2 separate regions of the Ovis aries genome follow, and region 1 is linked to region 2. The links are chromatin contacts, called in public Hi-C maps. All regions are on one chromosome and are shown on one strand. Each heading gives the region's core, a stretch centred on a gene start, on an enhancer-like site or on the middle of the called end of the contact. The rest is flanking DNA. Distances are from core to core; before and after follow the strand shown. Region 1 overlaps CORO1C (coronin 1C). Region 2 overlaps DAO (D-amino acid oxidase).

Region 1 (3,207 bases), core at 177-2,676, 180 kb before region 2:
TAGCCACCGTAACACAGGCCCACTACCAGGTAAGGAGGAGAAGGACAACTGAACTTAGATCTTGCTCTCAAGAGGTTTATAGTCTTAACAAAGCAGAGTGGTCGGTCTATGAGATCGAAAGTCAAAGACAGCACAAGTCGAACAGAAAGCTGGAGCATGGGCTTGGGAGCCAAACAGATCTTCCTTCCACTCCAGCCCAGGCCTCTTACGGTGATGGTCAAAGGGCTCAGCACAGGAAACGGTCAGACTTCATTTAGTGCCATGAGAAAGTCCTGGAACAGTGCCTGACACACAGTCAGTGCCCCCAGTACAGTGCAGGGGTGAGGAATATCCTAATTCTTCCACATATCAGCTGTATGACCTTAGGGACATTCACCTAACCTATCTGGACCTCAAGCTTCCTCGCCTATAAAATGGGAATAATAAGGAATTTGCTCTCACTGGGGTTGTCCGGAGACCAATGCAACAACATGAATCTAAAGCACTCAGAACAACGCCTGGCCTAAGGCAGGCTCTGGGTAAGTTTAGCTGTAGTTGTTACTTGTCTTTTTCACTAGGAAACCACAGAGTCTACATTACCAACGCGACACTGGTATGAGCTAAGTGGAGTGAAAATTAAGTGTCACGAGGTTGCCTTCCTGCCACCTGAGTCTGGTACCTCCACGGAGATTCCCTGAGGAGACACCTCTAAGGATGAACAGGAGTCAGGTGACAGGTGGAAGCAGGAAAGAAGGAAGGGGAGAGGGGAGGAAGGAAATCAAGGATCTAGCTTTAAAAGAAAATAGCTGTAGGGAGCAATTTTTTAAAGAGTAGATGCTCCAAAGAGGCTGGCTGAGGGGCTGGGAGACAACAGAGTAAGAAGATAACCCTGGCAGGAGAGTCCAGCAGGAGGGGACAGCGACTGTGAGGGGAAACTCCTGTGCGAGAAGACACGGACAGCAGCCCTCCAGCCTCTGCAGGGAGGAAGGTGGACTCGGGAAAGGCCTGGCACGCCTACAGGTCCTTCCACACGAAGTGGACACAGCCCTGCGTGGTGGGCGCTGAGCTGGCTCACAGGCCCGCTGGCACGTGGCTCTCTGCCCTTTGCCGGGCTCCCTGCTACCGCCACAGCGGCCTTCCAGTTTGGACTGGAGAGGTCGCGGGTTTTCCTGCGCACGACCTGGGATGCAGGCTGGTGTGGACGCTGGCCAGGATGTCAGAGACCAGGTCTCCGCCAGAGCTGGGACGCTAACTGGCCACGTCAGCATGAAAACGGGGCTTCACTTCCTGGAGCCTCAATTTCCTTGTTCGATTCAAGGGACAGCAGCAGCTCTGCCCTCTCAGGGTAACTGGAAAGGTCAAACACGTCGAAACATTCTGCACCCCTAAGCACCACCCAAAGGTGAACTATTGCAAACGGAGTGACCTTTGACTAAACTGTCACCTCTCTTGGGCCTGGGTTTCCTGAGTAGTAAAATGGGACACGCTCCTGCCTCACTGTGCTGTTAACAGTGATTAAATATAATCACCACATGAAGGCTTAAAACAGCGCCTGGCAAATAAAAAGGATCTACGTTCATGATTATTTTTCTTGTTGGAACTGTGACCCCTATGACCCCAATATGTAATTTTAAGTCTGAACAGCAGGATTCTTGGCAATGAAATTAATTTGTCTTCAAATTAATTCAGCCCTGTACCTAACTGCCTCATTTATGTCCAAGATATCCCACGTGTGAAAGCTCTAGTTCACGCCGGGCCAGTCAGCACAGAGAAGATCAGCTCTCATCTCCAGGCTGGTCCGCTAGCTCCTCTGTGCTCCGTGGCCTCGGCAAGGACTCTGATACCACTCGCTCTTCCAGACTCATACTCGGGGAGCAGCGAGGAAAAGAGGCCTCAGACACCCTCTGCTGAACCCTCAGCGGGCATTCAGCCTGGCAGCCACTACAAGCTATCCCCTCACCTCCTGGCTTTTTTTCTTATTTTTTGAAATAATACTGTGTATTCCTGGCATTTTCTGTGTGGATGATACATTACTAAGGCAATGTTTTATCTTGTTTCGTTTTGAAAGAAAGAAAGAAAGAAAGGAAGTGAAGTTGCTCAGTTGTGTCTGACTCTTCGCGACCCCATGGACTGTAGCCTACCAGGCTTCTCCGTCCATGGGATTCTCCAGGCAAGAATGCTGGAGTGGGTTACCATTTCCTTCTCCAGGGGATCTCCCCGACCCAGGGATCGAACCTGGGTCTCCCGTATTGGAGGCAGACGCTTTAACCTCTGAGCCAAAGAAAGGGGGAAAAATGCCATCAGTCTTTAGGGCTTTCAGATGAAAAAGTGAATCAGTGAGTGAAAAGCCAACATGGTTCTGGAAAAAAACAACTTTAAGCCCCTGTTCAGGAATGACTGGCCTCCTTTTCCCACATAAATTTCTGAATATGAAAAAAGACAGGTCCAGAGTACAGTTCTAACAGGAAAAAAGTGAGGAAAATTAAGAAAAGCGGATTTCTCTCAAAGCAGTCATTTTAAAGTGTTATCTGTTTGACGGTTTTATTTCTCAAACACAGCGCAAATTTAAAGCAAACAGAAAGTGTTTCCAGACACCGCTTCCCTGCTTTAATTACCCGTCGTGAACTTGCTACCGGGCCAGCTACTGCAGTTATGGCCACAAAAAGGAGGATTCCCCACAAAGGCCGCGTTTTTTAAACGCAGAAGAAATCAACTCCAAAGGCAGAATGAAGGAAAGCGCTGATCTGAAGGGACAGGGAGAGGCTGAGACTGCAGCCACTGCAGAGCAGCAACCCTCCCGCAGAAGCCGCCGTCCAACCACCCCCGCGGGCAGGACACCCCTCACGAACCGTGACACTGAGAACAACGCTGGTCTTGAGAAAATCAAGAACTGAGAGTGGGGTTCCGATGTGCCAAGAAATAGCCACTTGGCCGATGGCCCAGATGCAATCTGGACAGAATGGAAATAACAAGTCCTGCTGAATGACTGAGAGGGGTTGGAGCCCTGGGGAATGCGCTCTCATCACCAACCACGTCACTTCCATCTTTATTTCAAGGCAAAGCCCACAATAGGAAAATTTACAACGGACGCAAAACTGGCTAAACTAGGGAGCTGATCACTGTTGTTGTCCACAGGAGTGTTAAGACTGATTCGGGGAAAGGGAACAGTGGCCATTAAAGCCTCGTCATCTGGGACCATCAGAACCTCCAGGTGAAGACAAGTAAGAG
Region 2 (3,241 bases), core at 195-2,694:
TGTGTTAAGGGAGGGTGAAAGTGGGAATGTTTCCCAGATTCCCAGCACTCAGGAAGCTCTGAGTGTTGGAGGGTAGAAGTGCTGAGTGTGGGAGCTCTGAGTGTGGCAGGCGTGAGAAAACTTTGAGTATGGCAGGGTGTGAGGTAGCTCTGAGGGAGGGAGCTCAAAGTTAGGGAGTGGAAGCTCTAGTGAGGAGGCTCTGAGTGAGGAAGGTTGTGGAGGCTGCTAGTGAGGGAGAGGGTGTGGAAAGCCTGAGTATGGGGAGTCCTGAGCAAGGGTTAACGTGATGCAGCTCTGAGCGAGTGAGGATGTTGCAACCACGGTGCAGTGAGGCCACAGAAAGCACTTGAGGGGCAGATTTCACGGCAGGAGGAGGCCAAAGAGGTGAGACGCTGAACAACATGTAATGCCTGTTCCACACTCATGCTAGAAGCATGCTATCTTGATTACTTGTAGCTTTGTAGTAAGTTTTAAAATCCCAGCTGGGATTTTTGATAGGGATTTTGTTAAATTTATGAGGTCAATTTTAGGAGTTCTGATATGGACACCTTAATAGTTTTAAATCTTCAGATTCACGGTCATGGAATGTCTCTATGTTTTTAGATCTTTGATTTCTTTCAGGATTGTTTTATAGTTTGTAAATGTCTTGGACTCCTGTTAAATTTATTCCGTTTTATCCTTTTTGATGCTTTGTGAGTAGAAATTGTTTAATTCAGGAAGTGCTCTGTTTTCCGGCATGTGGGGGTAGGAATATTTGAAGTGGTTCATCATCAAATATTCTTGATTAATGGAGAATGATTATATGTGATGTATCTAGAGATTCAAATGTCAAAGAATCGGAATACAGTAAAGTACCAACAGTGACTAAGTCTGACTGTAATCATGGAATCTGGACTGTAATCATGAGGAGCCAGAAGGGACTTCAGAATGTTCTAGAGCTTTGGGACTGGCCTCCTGTGTGCCTCCCACAGCACTCTGCATTCCTCCATTAATGCCCGTATGGCTCTGTGTCCCAGTGTGCAGTGTTTTCTCCACACTACACTATGAGTTCATGAAGATAAGGATCATGTCTTAATTCTCTTCTGCATCCTCAGTGCTGAATATCATACCAATATATGGTAGATATTCCATATGCCAAGACATAACCCATAACAGTTATAATGAACAGACTTGAGAGTTTACCTATGTGTTGCTATGGGTTCCAGGCATACCAGTAATTGTCATGACCAAAGCTGCCATGTTTGTACCTCTTGACCCCACCCTTCCCTGACCCTACCAATTGGACCAATGCTGAACTGGACCAATCAACTTCCTCTCTTGAGATTTTGAAAGTGGGACACTGAACAGCTGAGTCAGCTATGATGGCAGAGCTGAACCCTGGTGAGTGGAAGCCATATGCAAGGTTAGGTACACGCAGCAGCCACGAGGGGGCAGAAGGAAGCCAGTCTGCAGAGAGGGACAGAAACCAAGGCCTCAGATCCAGAGAGAGGGCTGGCTCCGGCCCTGGTGGCTATTTTGCAGTTCCATTAATTTCAGAGAACTTTCCAAGGCTGCAAACTGGTTGCCCATCAACCAAATCTGGCCTACAGATGAATTTTATTAGACTCACACATTTAAAATTTTTTAACAATCCAACACACTAAAGTCAAAAAAAATTTTTTTTTGATCTAGCATTCAATATTTTGGAGATTTCACATAAGAATCCAGATTTTTGTCTTGAAAATCAGGTGACCTCATGGTATAGCATCGGTTGGAGCTGAGTAGCAGCCACTGCCTTTGGACAGGGCCCATGTCCTGTACTCTGCCACAATCTTCCCCTCTTCCTGTTGTTCCTTACACTTCTGTTTCCCACATTTATATTCCCCAGGAAGTTAACTACTGTTCCCAGTCTTATTTTAAAATTTTACTTCTTAAAGCTGTTCTATTCCTTGCAACTACAACAGCCTTCATGAGAACTCTGTGTCAAGGTTTCTCTTGGCTATCTCCCATCCCACCATCATTGCCTTCCTTTTCTGTACTAACAGAATCTCAATTTTGTGTTCAAGAGGCTCTGGGTATCCCTTGATCCAGTGGGAGGTAGGCCCTTCCTTCCCCAACTAGGGGAGAGCTCATGCTGGGATTGGCATGTAACCCAGGTCTGACTAATGCAAAGCAATAGTAAATCTGTAGGACTTCTCTTTCCAGCCAAAACAACAGACTCTTTAGAAAGAAAACCTGTTGTGACTGCTCCTTCCCCATTCTACCTCTTTTGAAAAAAAACTTGATGCCTGGCACATTGGCAGCCATTTTGCCACTATGAGGTTTCACACTTAGGGTCAATGGCTGACATGCAGAGGAAGGTGGGGAGGGAAAACAAAACAAAACAAAACAAATGCTGGGTCCTTGATGACACTGTTGAGCTGCAGAACCTTCCCTGGAACTGTCTGACTCTGGGCTTGTTGTTAAATGAACAATTAATACTCTAAAGGGTTAAACTACTATTGGTTGGTTTTGCTGTTACTGACAGCTCAAGGTTATTCCAGTCCTTTGATGTTTATTGTCATAACCAAGGAAGACTTCTGATATCATCTTTCAAGGCTCTATGTTGCTTACCATTATTTAAAAATAATACATATCCATATTCAAAGTCCATCTCTAAGATACTCGTTTTTTCTCACTGTCAACACATCTCATGTATGTATTCCTGAGCACACTTAAAGTAAGGGAAAGAAAGAAACCATGTAATCCTGGCTACATTGAACATTCTTTACCATTTTCTAGTCTTTCCTAACACTGAGAGAGACAGATGATATTTCCATTAATGGAAAGGGAAGCATTTGGATGGTTCAAAATTAGATACAAAGGTTTTCAGCTAAAGGTCTCATGTGTTTCAGAGGCTTGCACAATGTTTGTGGCAGCTCTTATTTCATTCAATAATATCAATTTTATAAAAGGGCATGCAATTTAGAAGACCAAAAGTGTTCACCTTTCATTTTCTTGAGAAAACCCACAATTACAAGCTTCTTTACTGCAGCCCCTGGAACACATCTATGCCCACCAAGTTCTCCTTCCCCACCACAGTCCCTAGTTACTCCAGGTTATTTGAGGGTGAAGAGAGTGGACTTTCTCATCTGGCAGTGTCTAGTCAGCTGAAAGGCAAAAAAGACAAGCAAAGGTTCTTTGTTACCCAGGAGAGCTCAGCAGACCAGAAATAATTAGAGCTTTAGCCACTCATGATCCAAGAAATGTGGGTGACAGAGAA

The links. A called contact is a pair of places that touch in the nucleus more often than the background predicts.
Region 1: a contact with region 2 is called in a Hi-C map of liver, with 3 times the contacts expected there. The contact joins two enhancer-like sites. A contact is called at or near these places in 6 of 16 Hi-C or Micro-C datasets (blood, hypothalamus, liver and 1 more).

What each region holds. Positions count from the first base shown.
Region 1 is chr17:64,435,175-64,438,381 of ARS-UI_Ramb_v3.0, reverse strand. The region is part of intron 3 of CORO1C (coronin 1C); the gene reads right to left. Among named protein-coding and RNA genes, the nearest start is that of SELPLG, 31 kb to the left of the region's middle. Within about 2 kb of position 1,426, at least 4 of the 54 cell types and tissues checked have an H3K27ac peak or open chromatin away from gene starts, as enhancers often do. A contact at or near this core is called in liver, where this site is marked.
Region 2 is chr17:64,258,859-64,262,099 of ARS-UI_Ramb_v3.0, reverse strand. DAO (D-amino acid oxidase) reads left to right here. Exons shown (of 12, transcript XR_009596913.1): 12 at 1-864. Among named protein-coding and RNA genes, the nearest start is that of DAO, 20 kb to the left of the region's middle. Within about 2 kb of position 1,444, at least 2 of the 54 cell types and tissues checked have an H3K27ac peak or open chromatin away from gene starts, as enhancers often do. A contact at or near this core is called in liver, where this site is marked.